Regions from separate parts of the Gossypium arboreum genome. Here regions 1 and 3 are each linked to region 2. Evidence: chromatin contacts called from public Hi-C data. All regions are on one chromosome and are shown on one strand. Each heading gives the region's core, a stretch centred on a gene start, on an enhancer-like site or on the middle of the called end of the contact. The rest is flanking DNA. Distances are from core to core; before and after follow the strand shown. Region 1 holds the start of LOC108461232 (protein BASIC PENTACYSTEINE4). Region 2 holds the start of LOC108463087 (30S ribosomal protein S31, mitochondrial-like). Region 3 holds the start of LOC108463709 (tRNA-dihydrouridine(47) synthase [NAD(P)(+)]-like).

Region 1 (4,624 bases), core at 1,200-3,699, 310 kb after region 2:
CATATAAGAGCCCTTTTATAGGACGTATGAATGAATAAAAGTCCATGGCCATGGCATTACTGTAAATCTCGAAGTTCGTCAAGGTTATCTTATGCGTAGAAGTTTACCAAGACTATTTTATATGTGGAAGTTCGTCAAGACTATCTTTTGTGTATGACATTGCAATAAGGGATTTACTTTTAAGAATTCGCTTATATGTTATCTATTTTTAGAAGTAGACTATGAAGAATGAGTCATCCGTTATTATGGGAAAATGGTAAGATTTGATGGTCTGCCAGATTTGTCTAGTTGAGATGAGTTAATCTCTTATTAATCCATAATGGGGATTTTCCTTATGAATATGTTGATGTGTTTCGTAAAGCAATAATCTAAATACTTGGGTCTGAAACATGAGCCATGAGGATTATAATACGAATCTAAGTTTGTTAGGACTAGCTATTAATAGTAATCTACTATAGGGACTATTCGCCGAGATAAATCTTATTTGTTACCTGTAATTATTGGAGGAAAGTGTAGTATGGGAATTATCCATGGGTTTTCTTACACGAGTTCTTAAGTAAGAAGCCACAAGGGTTTCCTTTCAAGATAATTGTTGCATAAGAGTCTGCAAAGGCAGGTAGTGGGGATAGAATCCACGAGGATATTTCGCCAAAAGGAGTAATCGCTGTTAAATCAATATTTTGGTATTTAATTTATGAAATCTCATCAGTGGAGGCTTATGGTGTGCAAGGCATATTATATTTGAATATGATATCTTCTGTTTTCAAATCGTTGAAAGTAGATTATCTACAATCATGTAAGATGGTTTGTTCTCAAGGATGTGCGAATAAGTAAGCGAAGGTATCATTGAAGATAATGTGTCAAGTATAAGCAAGTCAATACGTGTAATGAACATATTAAGCCAATGGGATTGGCAAACCTTTCCTAGTGTAGACAGTCAAACTTTAATACTAAATTAAAACATCATCTTGTTAACATTCTGCCAATGCAATGTGTGGATGACTCACTAAGTTCATTGAACTTACGTGTATGCCATTATGTAACGCAGGTATTACAGAAAGATGCGAGGATTCGAGGAGGGACCAAGCCAAAATCCGTCGAGCTTGGCAAGTTTACATTTCAGTCATAATACGCATACAACGAGGCTACCTTTAAACAGAGCCTCGGGGTCTTAACCGTAACTATAATTAAGGAGTCAGAATATATATTTTCAATACTAAGTAATTATTCAATAGGATAAAGTTACTTTGTGAAATCGTTGTATCTTAATTTAAAATTTTATCAATTGAAATAGATTTTTTGAGATTTGTTAAGCTAATTAGTAATGGTGTTATAAGTATTATTTATCTTACACTATTTTAAAATGCAGATTATAATAACAAATGTGTTAATTAAATTTGAAAATAGAGTGTAGCACCCTATAACTCGGATCCGGTGATTGGGTCGTGTAAGGGGTGTTACAAGACATTTGTTGTTTTGAAAAAAAAAATTCATATTAACATCACCTCAGTATAACATAAAAAAAATGTTAGATTGTAATAGTATATTGCATATTTCTTAACTTTATTCATAAGTGGAATTGGGATGATCCATACCTTGAAGAATACATGGAAGAAGGAGATCTTGATGATCCACAACAACCTCAACGATCGAAAATTAATTAGGGGGTATAAATACCAACTTCTAAAGATCCTACAATAACAAGAAAGCATATTCAAGCAAAAATCATCAATCAAACAACCTTTGTACTCAACACTTCCATAATTCTCTTGTGATAGACTTGTGAGCTTTCATTGTTTTTTCTTTTGCTCAAGTGTATTTTTGTATGTTTGTACTTAATTGGCAAACATTCTGATCTTATTGGGATTATTTCTTTGTTTGCTTCTTTGTAATTTTTTGAGAGGGTTTGTATCTTAAGATTTGGGTAGAAATCTTAAAAGAGTTGTAAGGTTAAACCTTATCCTCAAAGTTTGTACAAATTAGTGAATTTGAGAAAATCCTTAACTGTGGAAAGCTAAGGTAGTGGAGTAGATAATTGGGGTTCATTGTTTCATATTCTTTCTTTGGTTCTACCAAAAATTTTAAAGGCCAATTCACCCGCCTTCTTGGCAATTTTGGTTTGATCAATCGAGCTAACAATAACCAATTCTTAAACTGGTCCTTAAAGTTTTATTTGTTAAAAAAGATACTTAAACTATCAATCTAGTCTTATTTTACCAAAAAAATATGTGACATCCAATAAGAACATACCACGTTAATTTAGATATCACTTTTGACCAAAAAATTTTAAGAATAAATATGAGGATTGAAGTATAATTAAGGGACTAATTTACTAAAGCCTTGATTGAATTATACAAAAGAGTAGAGAAAGAGAGAAAACGGCAACGTTTGCTCTCTAGACCCAAGAAAGCTAAAACGCTGCCGTTTGAACATGAAGAAAATCATTTATCTGAATTTCAAGTTACAAACCTTTTCCCAATCATTTAACTTTTGTCTCTGGCGATCGAACTCCGCTCTGGTTTCCTTTCTGAGAAGGAAATTTCAACCATCACTCCATTTCTCTTTAAAAGTAATTTTATAGAAGTGTAAGTTTTTATGTTTTTTGGTTCTATTTTTTTTTTCATGATCTTCCCACATGAATCGAGCATTTGTTTTTTTGAGGTTATTAAGCTCAATTTTTTGAAAAATAATTATTCTATAAAAGGGATTTTCGATCGTGGTAAAAGAAAACCCTAACTTTACTGAAAGTTAGAACTCACTTGAGTTGTATCATTTTTCTCATTCACATTGTCACTTTTTGGTTTTTGTTTATTTTTTACTTCTTATTAATTACTCACATTTATCTTTTGTTAACTAAATGTTTCGAGTTGTCTTTCGATTTTCTGCTCGTTAATAAACTCGGGTTAAAGAATGTGCTTAATTAGCGCTTTGCTTACATGTATTTATGTTGGTCTCAATAGATTTTTTAAACATAATTTAAGGAATTTAGGGATCTGCATTGTTCATTGGATGTGCATGGAAATGATATGCAACAATTATTTAAGATTTGATTTCTTTTTCTTTCTTTCTTTTTATAGTTTTTATGTCTGTGTTTTAATTCATCTCGGACTTTGGGTGTATACCACAAGAGATAGCTATGGAACTTAAAAACAATGGTTAGCAATTGAAAAACAAAATGTACTTTTGAGTTCACTTTTGCATAAGATGGTATCAGGGTTTGCACTCGCTTATACTTGAGAGCTGCTTATCAAGCTTTTTGGGCTTTATTTGGTGCCTACTTTTGATGCTTTCCTAATTTATGAACTTGCTAAATAAGTTTTTAGTAAATTATTACAACATTGCTTGATTGCATTCGTAGAAGTTCGTGTGTTAACTATCCTGAATGCATTTTAGTTATTTCGTTGATAAAGGCAAATGCCTTTGTAACAGTTCCAAAATTGTTTATAACTCAATATTTTTGAGTCTCTTGGGCTTTAGTGTTTAATCCTTGACTTTATAAATTTCAATTCTAGAAAGGATTTTTTTGTTACATTTTTTATTTCTAGTTTTAAACATTCTTTTTCCAAATATGTTGACTTCTTACACTGGTTACCAATTATGTGGAGAGCTTGGAATTGCTCTTTATTGTTCAGTACTGATGCAGTTTTCAATTCCAATTTCTAGTGAGAATATGTTGTCACTCTGGCTTTTGCCTTGATTTTTAAAGTATGTGGAGAAGCGGTGCTAAGTGACTACAAATATTCTTAGCACTGTCTAAAATTGCTTGGTATTGCCTTTGATATATTGCTGAAACTTATTTATCAGAAAATCTATTCTAAGTTCACTAATAATTTTGTACTCTTGGTCTTGCTGAAACTTATTTATCAGAAAATCTATTCTAAGTTCACTAATAATTTTGTACTCTTGGTCTTAGCAATACCGTATTTCTCTTGATCTTGATGACATTACCAAAGGGCTGAAAATTTTCTATTTCTTTCTCTTTTTTGGTCAGACCAGATGATTTTTTACGTGTATTGCTTCCCTATATCAGTTAATAGTTTATAGTTTCTGTGTGATTTTTAGTTATTTTTCTTTGCTTAGTTGTAGTAGCTGTTTATTTATCCTTCTCCAAGTTGCCTTCTTTGAATGTTGAATTGTTAATCATTTTGTTTAGACTTTATTTTTAGTTTATCTTTTACACCCGATTCATGCTTTTGTTTTCTCATTTCTAGTTGCTTTGCAAATCACTTGAAATTTAACTTTGGTTTTTCCTACTATAAACAAATAGTATGTGCCACACGCTTGAAACCTGTTGACTTTTGTGTTCACATGAAAGTTCAAGGAGTGGTTGTCAACATTTTTTAGCCCAATTAATTTTGACTTGGTGTTAGATGGATGGTGCTGGACAGCTAGAAAATGGGAGATATAAGCTAGATCGCTACAAAGGAGCACACCCTCCGGTAGGAAGAAAACTAACAATTTCCCACTCAACGATGTGGCTTTAGTGTTTATTTTATTGTTCAATACTTGATTTATCTAAGTGGGATGCAATGATACATGCAGTGGAACATGATGCCACAGCACCATGTGAAGGAACAAAGCAATGCCTTGGTAATGAATAAAAAAATCATGTCTATCCTTGCTG
Region 2 (4,480 bases), core at 819-3,318:
AAACCTAATTATGATGGTGGCAGCATGCAAGACCTTCGCTTTCTTGGCATTGGCTTTTAAACGAATTATTCATACAAGTCATTATTACTTATTAGCTCATATGTGGTAAAACGCCCTTATACTCCATGAAACAAACAAAACACGATAGCATAAATTTGCAATTTGGCACCAACAGATGTTGGGTGTGGATATTTTCTTCAAGTAAGATTTCAGGTTCAAATTTTATGGATTGAAAAAAAAAAACAGCGTTGCCGTTCAGGGTTCAATGGATTTAGTTGAAATCTAATATTGTGGGTCACAAAAGTAAAAAACATACAAAATTCTCAGCTAATGATGTATAGTGATGGTGCAAAACAATATCAATATAAAACATTTCACCACCTTCGTACTCGTTTCATCGTCGCCATGTAAAATCATATTATATGCAATAAAATTGACCCGATTGAGACATAGATTGGTAATTCCTAGAATGCTTTTACAAGTAAAAAAAATAGTGTCCATTACAGAGTTTTACGGCAAAGCTCCTCTGTTTTATTAGTTTTATTTGCCCAGAGTGAGAGAGTGATGCTGGACGAGAATGAAGAAGATGCATTGTAATCTGTTTTAGGTAAGAACATTTTGGGGTTAAGCTCTCTCAAGTCGGGACTCATTAACTGTTATCACAATGTCAGTGATCTGGTTGACAATGGTCAGGGGAGAGCAGGCACTATAATCTTAATGACTTCAAATAGGGTCACCACCAATTTATTTGTATTTCGAATCTTGGAACCCTTCACCATAGAAAAGATTGAAGACATGAAACTGGGTTTCATCATGCGCTAATGCAGGTTTTGAAGTGTTTTTTACTTGACATTCTACAGAGATTAAGGGAGAATTGAGTCACTTGAACCTTGAGCTCTGAGGCAGATGCTTTGTTCCTTAGCTCACATGTAACTTTGGGAAACACAGGCAACAAAGTAATGCAGGAGTTTGCAAATGTTGATTTTTAGCAAAAGGTAAATGATCTCTCCTCTCTTATTCTAAATCAGATTAACTATGAAACAATTTTTTTTTTTAAAAAAAAAACCTATATCCAGTATAGCTATTATGAAATATGACATACCTTCCAAAAATTTGGATCCGAGATATATCTTCAAAGGTTCATTATTTGACTGTTTAGGGTCTGCACTAGAATTTCAGTACTCTGGGCAGCAACCTCATTTGATGGGTGATCTATCTATGAGGCCTATGGCAACCGGAATTGCCTCTCCTAACCTAAACGTTTTCTGAGGCCATGCTTTATGTTGCAGCAGATGAAAACCAAGCCCTTGAATTAAACCAGGGACATGCATTCAAGTAAACATCCGTAAAACTGGTTCTTTCTAAAACCATAAATCATTTACCATGAAGAACATCATCTCACTCCTAAATTCCCAATTTTCAACTCATGAATGGTATCTTACTCAAGACCACTCTAACTCCTAATTCAGCTTATCTGAAAAAGACTCACAGTTTCCTAGGGGCTCTGCTTCCTCAACTACTAATAATTGCTGCATATAATAATTAGGGTTTTCTCTGGTTCTTATGCAACAACCATTCAAAACACTTAAAATTGTTTCTAGAACTTAAACCAACAAATATAAAAGCAAAGCTACTAATAACAAAAACCCTGAAAATTGTACAAAAGTTTTTGCTTTATTATTACAGCTATTACAAAAGAGAAAAAAAAGCATAGTTTTTGAAAAATAATCAGATGAGCTTGAAGGGGAGAGGCCAAGGGGTAGACCTGGGAACTTCGACCTTGTCTTTGATACGTTCTATCTTCTTCTCTTTCTTGGGTCTGGCGTTCCCGTACGATCCTTTGAATCTCTTCCCTTTCTTCGTCTTCTTGTCACCTCTGCCGCAAAGGGTCGGTGCCGGCGGCGACGCCATTACTCCAATCGGCGAAGCCGATGATAGAGCAGGCCACTGCTTCATCACCACTCTCCTTGCTACGGTGCCGCACCACTGAATTATCGCCATTTCCACGGCTATCTATCAGTAACGGAGGCAGACAATAGAAGCCTAGAAATAGAATCATTGGGCTTTATATTTTATTTTGGGCTACTTATTAACCAACCCTCTTTTCTATTTGGACCCATTTTACATTGCTTTCATTTAATCCACTTTTTGTACCCTCTATTTTACTTTTTTAATTTTCAAAATAAAATAAAATAAAAACTTTGTTTTAACTAAGTCCTTTTCATAAATATTTTAAAAAGAATAATGTCTTTTAAGTAAAATTTGATATTCAAGTACTTATATATATACTATTTTTTATCTATGTAAAGCACGAAATTTTTGTATTTAATAATTAAAATTTATTAAATTAGTTCATTTAAGTTTTTAATATTTTTAATATTTTAAAATAAAAATATTAGTTTCACATTTAAAAATATTATAACTGATATTAGAATCAATTAAAATAATAATATTTGATAAATGAAATATCTTTAATTTAAAAATTAAAATTAATCTAAGAAAGTAAAGTTCCCATTTTTAAAACAAAATATTAATTTTTCTTTTTTCTTAATGAAAGCTATAAGAAAAAAGTTTTAACTTTCATTTAGAAAGTTGATAAGTCGCTATTTATAGAGTTATTTTTAGGTAATTAAAATTTAAAGATAATTAGTTAATTGAGTCTTAGTTTAATTAGCATGAGCATTGTTGCTAATGCAATAGAACATGGGTTTGAGTGTGATAAAGCGCATTATTCTCCTATTTATGGGTCGTAGAGGGGTATGGGTAGTTCTAGGTATTGTGTAAAAAAGAACAAATATGATCAAAACTTATAACGAGATTGTTTAAAAAAATTAAAAGTAATTATGAATTATAATTCTTAGCTCGATTGATCACTAGAATAGAATTGTAATCAGTAATTCAATCGTTTCATTGAATGGAATGGAATTGAGTTGTAATAGTATTCTTGTGTTTGGTTGAATGGAATAAATGTTGTAATAGCATAGGGAAAAAGGCTTAAATGACCAAAGTACTATTAGCAGAATTTTTTTTAGGTAGATAATTATTGTTATTGTTATTAAATTTTAACAGGATTATTATTAAATATAATTTAATAAAAATAATAATAATTTTAATCATATTTTAATATAATTATTATTAAAATATGAATTAATAAAAATCATAACATAATCTCATTAAATTAGACCTAATTATGGGTCGGGCCACTCGAGGCCTGAAGGCCCACCCAAAATGTGGGAGGGTTTGAGCAAAAATATAGGCCCAAAAAATGGGTTTGGATAAAAAATAAGGCCCGTTTAAAAAACGACCGAGACTCGGGTAAGGTATTTTTTGCCTCGGCCCAGCCCGGCCCGAATTCACTAAAAGACAAAAAAATATGCTCTTTTTTTAATGTTATTTTCTTGTTATTTTCTCCTATTTTGCTACCATTTTCTCTGTTATGTTGTTAATATTTTATTGTTATTGTTTAGATATTGTATAAAATTTATTTTATTATTTATTTTGTTATTATTTTAAAAGAATTTGTTAATTTTGTTATTATTTTAGAGGCATTTGCTTGTTAAGTTATATTTATCTTAGTGTTATTTAAGTCTACATATTTTTAAAATTAATTTTCAATTTGTTGGGAAATATTTTTTGATGTTTTAGTATTTTTTATGTATTATATATATTTAAAATTATATAAAAAATTAATACGGGCGGCTGGACTAGGCCCGAATTTTAGCATTTTTATCCGGGTCGAGCTTGGGCAAAATTTTAGGCCCATTTTTTAGGTCGAGCCGAGCCTGGGCCTAGTAATTGGGCCTAAATTTTTCGTTGTCCCAGCCCAGCCCATGAGCATTGTAACACCCCCTAACCCTTATCTGCCACCAGAACAGGGTTATGAAGTATTACCGGACATTTCAGATCAAATATGTACATTACACAACCAACTAATATGCACATTACAAATAACCACATTGTCCCTTTCATGAGCCCTTGAGGCCCAAAATACGTATTAGAAACAAATCAGGATTAATTCGAACACACAAGGAAATTTTTCGTGAAATTTTCAAAATTTATCCTAGAAACAGGGCACACATGCTCGTGTGAATCTAGGACACGCCCGTGTGGTCTTGGAATATACCCGTGTCTCAAACAGTGTCCTACCCCATGTAACTATCTAACTAGGGTCACACGGCTAGCCACACGCCCGTGTGCTAGGCCATGTGTCTCACACGACTGAGATACACACTCGTGTCTCTGCCCGTGTATAAATTCCTGGGCATTCTGTTTTGAAAAATTTAAGCAGCAGGGGACACACGGCCAATTCACACGCCCATGTGTTAGCCGTGTGTCTCATTCGGTCCAGTCACACGCCCGTATGTCTGGCCGTGTAGACTCAATATGAGCCTTAAACATTAAGGTTACCATTCCCTGCAATCTTGCACATCAAGCAACTCAAAACCATTTATTCAACCAATTTAAAACTCATTTAAATACA
Region 3 (4,126 bases), core at 1,383-3,882, 410 kb after region 2:
AGCTTAAATTGCACCAAAAATCATATTGCATTGATTAGCCATATGCCTCTACCTGCTACTCATGAAGTCTCATATAGGTCATGGCATTAAACCTACTGAACTTCGTGATAACTTTTCTCCTAAGCGGAGTTGGTTCTTTGCATATATGTTGTTCTAATTCATCCTTTCGATAACTCTGATGATTTGTTGTACCAAGTTCTCCATTATTCTACAACTGCATTGCCTGAAATTTTATGCTCGAGTGTCTTATCCTTCATTTTTGTGTTGCATTTGGAAAGCTCTAAACGAAGCATTAACTGCGGAGGTCCAACGATTAAAACTCGCTACTCAACAGCTAGGTGGTGATTCCGACCCTTCAAAAGGCATGGTTTCCGAGCCGCTTTCTGTTAATCAGCAGATGTTCCAGCTTAACATATCTCATCAGATGCAGAAGCAGTCACCTCCACAGCCCCAACAACAGAATGGGAACACAACTGCAAAAACCGAGTTGAATCAGTAGCTTGGTCTCTGGGAAGCTTTGAAAACCCATGATACCCCGTTTCTCTTCACCTCGGGTATTCATTAGTTTTCAACGTCCTGACTTCGGAGGATTTCAACCTGCATCAGATATTCTCCATCTTTAGATGATGGGACGAAGTAAAAACATACATCAGCTTGAATAATCATAATATCGGTTATAATCAAATCTTTTTAATTTATTTATTTATGGTAGATAAATCATTTTGGAATGTAAGCATTAAGTTGACATACAGGATTTGTTTCATTAACATTACAAGAGTTGATCTTTAACTCTTCTGTTATATTCTTTTTTTTATTTAATTCTCTTCTCATTTCAGTAAAAGAGTTTGGGCATTTCATTTGAGCGACTGTGGTTTTTTTCTTTTGCAGTTTGTTCTATCAATTGATTTTCAATGTACTTTGGGTATTTGCACAAGTTGAGTTTTATTGCACCAAAATGTAGCAAAACCAAACTTGTGAACTGAGAGAGAAAGAAAGCTAGTGTTTTCATCCCATGTATGTGTTTAATCATTCACTAAGCAGGCAGTGTGATAAGATTGGGACTTGGAAGCAATTAATCTGAAATCTTTCTTTTTAAAATATCAGATCAGCAAAAACTTTTATCACAGAAGAGCTTTCTTTGGCATATTCAGAGCATAGTTTCTTGTTCATTTGTAAAAAGTTTGAAACTTACAGAACATTTGGTTGGCTGGCATGAATAGCGAACCCATTCTGCGTTTATTCCAAGGGGAATAATTATTCCATAAATTGGTTTAATAAATTCCTTATTCAGCCGATTTAGAATTTATATCTCATTACCGACAATAACGAATTACTATTCTTCATTCTTACTAAAGAATGGCTGTTCCGCACAACAGCGAATAGCATTTATACATATATATATATATATTTAAAATTTTACCCTCATCATTTCAAGTTAAACCAAGACAACTTTTGTTAAATTTGATTTGGTTTTTTCAATATCATTCTCACTACAGAGGCAATAAAACAACTTCTTCGGTTTTTTCTATTTAAGATTAGCACTAAGGATTTTAAGCCTTTAAATTTTAGGAGTTCACAACAATTAAGAAAACCAAAATGAAGACTTGGAGCGATGGAAGACCACAAAAAATGCAACGGAAGCTGAAGATTATTTTTGTAATCAAAGTTTATTGTTATTTTGTTTTTTGAAAAATCCAGTAGAAAATAAAAAGTGAGAAGTTATAAGAAATCTGTGATGAAATTCCATAAAGCCTTGACGATGGTTGATAGTGACAATGAGATCAGTTGCAACGATGATGAGTTAAGAATGGAAACATTCTGAACAAATCAAAGTTGGTCAATTAAATTAAATTAAAAAAAAAAAACCAGGTAGAACTCCAAAAAAAGAAGAAAGAGATAAAAGTAATATTAAAATAAAAATTTTATACTTTTATAAGTAGGATTTTAATAATATTTCTAAATTTTTAAATATGATTTTTAGATTTATTTTGAAAATTAAATAAATTATTGGTAAATAACGTTATTATTATTTAATGTAAAAGGTGAAATTATTCATTTTCAAATAGTATGTTTTGACATAATATTTATAAATTTATTAAGAAATGAATAATATATTATACTATTAAGTATATTTATAATATATATTACTAAATTATAATATTTAAATTTTCTACATATATCATTTTTATGAATTATATCAATTTTAATAATAATAGAATAATAAAAATATTATTATTTAATTTAAGGATGATAATATCATTGAACACTTATTACTTTTCTCTTCCTTAGTATCATTATCAATCTAGCCAACTTAATACTATTACTTGTTTATTCTATTCAATCAACCAAACAACATAATATCTATTATTTTTATATTCTATTTCTACACATAATTAATACATTCCTAATTTATTCCATTTTATTAAACCAAACATGGCGATTGGATGGTAGAGTGGCTTAAGAGGTTAGACTCAAGTTCATGGTATGGCTTTAAATCTTTCTAATAATATTATCCTTTCCCTTCTAGATGAAACGACGCCGTTTGCTTTTTACTCTCCACCAAAACACGGCCTCGTTTTCGTCCTCACTCTCCTCATGAAAACGGCATCGTTTGCTTCTCAGGATAACAACGACATCGTTTTGTTTCTCACCGTCAGCGTAGTAAAGGCGCGGCACTTTTGCCCTGTGAATATGGGGTTACCCACGTTATGTACACTTACAACAACAATCCCACTGAACATAAACCCTAATCAGGAGCCACTCCTCGTTACTGGAAACAGAGCTTTAATCACTGCAGGAGATTGACAGGGAACTGAGTGCCCTCACCCAGCGAACTCGCCATCGATGGATGACTGTCCGAAAGATATCTGTGCGGTTACAGACTCTTCGACGGAAGGGGTCCCGGCTTCACAGCCGCCTTTGGACCCGAATGGAACTACTCAACGTTCACCGGAAGAGTTAGTAGCTCGAGCCATTGCACCTGTAAAGCGAGAGTTTCTTCGACCTCCACCATCCTCTAGAACCACCCAAAACAGCCCCGCCTCTGACACCAACGTCAAGCAACCTCAGGCAAACGTTGTCCAGGAAAAGAAATCGAAGCGGCAACTCAAACGAGAGCGTCGTCAGGTCCCAATTTTCTTAACCTGATCTGTTTCCCTTTACAAAAGCAATTGTTATTTGCCGGCAGGGAAAAAAATATTTTTTTTTATTGTTGTTGTTGTTATTGTAGTAGTGGAATGTAAATTGAAAAGTGATCGTTGAAGATTTGTTTTTCTCCTTCAGGAGCAAAATTCTCCTTTGAATCTATGTCCTGAGATAGCAAAGACGGGAGATGTCAATGCATGTTCTTATAAAGATAAATGTCGTTTCAGCCATGACATTGAAGCCTTTATGGCTCAGGTATTTGAATACCCATTTCCTGACTTTATAATTTGATCAAATCTTGCTAATTGGGTTTTTTTTAATAGTTTTTTTTTTTTTTTGTATGTAGAAACCGGCTGATCTAGAGGGTGACTGCCCATTTATAAAAGCTGATGCACCCTGCCCTTATGGTTTAGCCTGTAGATTTGCAGGCACGCATAAGGATAATGCTCCCATTGCTACTTCTAATTTATTGAAGAAAAGCTCTGAAGTCAATGGACTAAGCAAAGATGTTCAGAAGCTTTTGTGGAAAAACAAAATGCGCTTTACTAAAGCGGATGCTGTAGTTAAATCTCTTGGACTGGCGGTACAATGAAATAATTCTTTTATTGGTCCTTATTTCTTGCATTTCTGTTCATTCCATCTTGTTTTATAATCATTATGGTTTATTGTTAGTAACTTGTTATCAACGCGATAATTCAGGGGCCCAACTGGAAAGTAAAGAAGCTGGTAGATAAGGAGGAAGACGAAGTTGGTTTAGATGGTTCTCATGCTGCTGATGAGACCAATTGCAAAAAGGTGGTTGATGATTCAGTTGACTGTTCTGAGTGTCCTTCAACATTTCCAGCAGCAGTTAATGCTGAGGAGGCATGTGAAACTGATGAGTTGAGACCCTTGAAGAAGGCCAAGTTAGTGGTTGATGAAAAGTGCTCTGATGAAGGGGAAGGTGATAGACTTCTTGTGGATTTTTTATTCTTTACTAATT

What was found. A called contact is a pair of places that touch in the nucleus more often than the background predicts.
Region 1: a Hi-C map of leaf shows a contact between it and region 2, with 4 times the contacts expected there. The contact joins the promoter of LOC108461232 here to the promoter of LOC108463087 in region 2. A contact is called at or near these places in 2 of 5 Hi-C or Micro-C datasets (both in leaf).
Region 3: a contact with region 2 is called in a Hi-C map of leaf, with 5 times the contacts expected there. The contact joins the promoter of LOC108463709 here to the promoter of LOC108463087 in region 2. A contact is called at or near these places in 2 of 5 Hi-C or Micro-C datasets (both in leaf).

The regions. Positions count from the first base shown.
Region 1 is chr13:46,974,233-46,978,856 of ASM2569848v2, reverse strand. LOC108461232 (protein BASIC PENTACYSTEINE4) reads left to right here and starts at 2,449. Exons shown (of 3, transcript XM_017760991.2): 1 at 2,449-2,585; 2 at 4,371-4,439; 3 at 4,543-4,624. The coding sequence starts at 4,371.
Region 2 is chr13:47,288,408-47,292,887 of ASM2569848v2, reverse strand. It overlaps LOC108463087 (30S ribosomal protein S31, mitochondrial-like), which reads right to left and starts at 2,068. Exons shown (of 1, transcript XM_017763027.2): 1 at 1,656-2,068. The coding sequence starts at 2,001. The coding sequence ends at 1,729. It overlaps LOC108463085 (a long non-coding RNA gene), which reads left to right. Exons shown (of 4, transcript XR_001868005.2): 4 at 1-205.
Region 3 is chr13:46,877,742-46,881,867 of ASM2569848v2, reverse strand. LOC108463709 (tRNA-dihydrouridine(47) synthase [NAD(P)(+)]-like) reads left to right here and starts at 2,632. Exons shown (of 10, transcript XM_017763612.2): 1 at 2,632-3,126; 2 at 3,283-3,399; 3 at 3,491-3,727; 4 at 3,844-4,087. The coding sequence starts at 2,845. It overlaps LOC108463711 (bZIP transcription factor 29), which reads left to right. Exons shown (of 5, transcript XM_017763616.2): 5 at 279-841. The coding sequence ends at 499.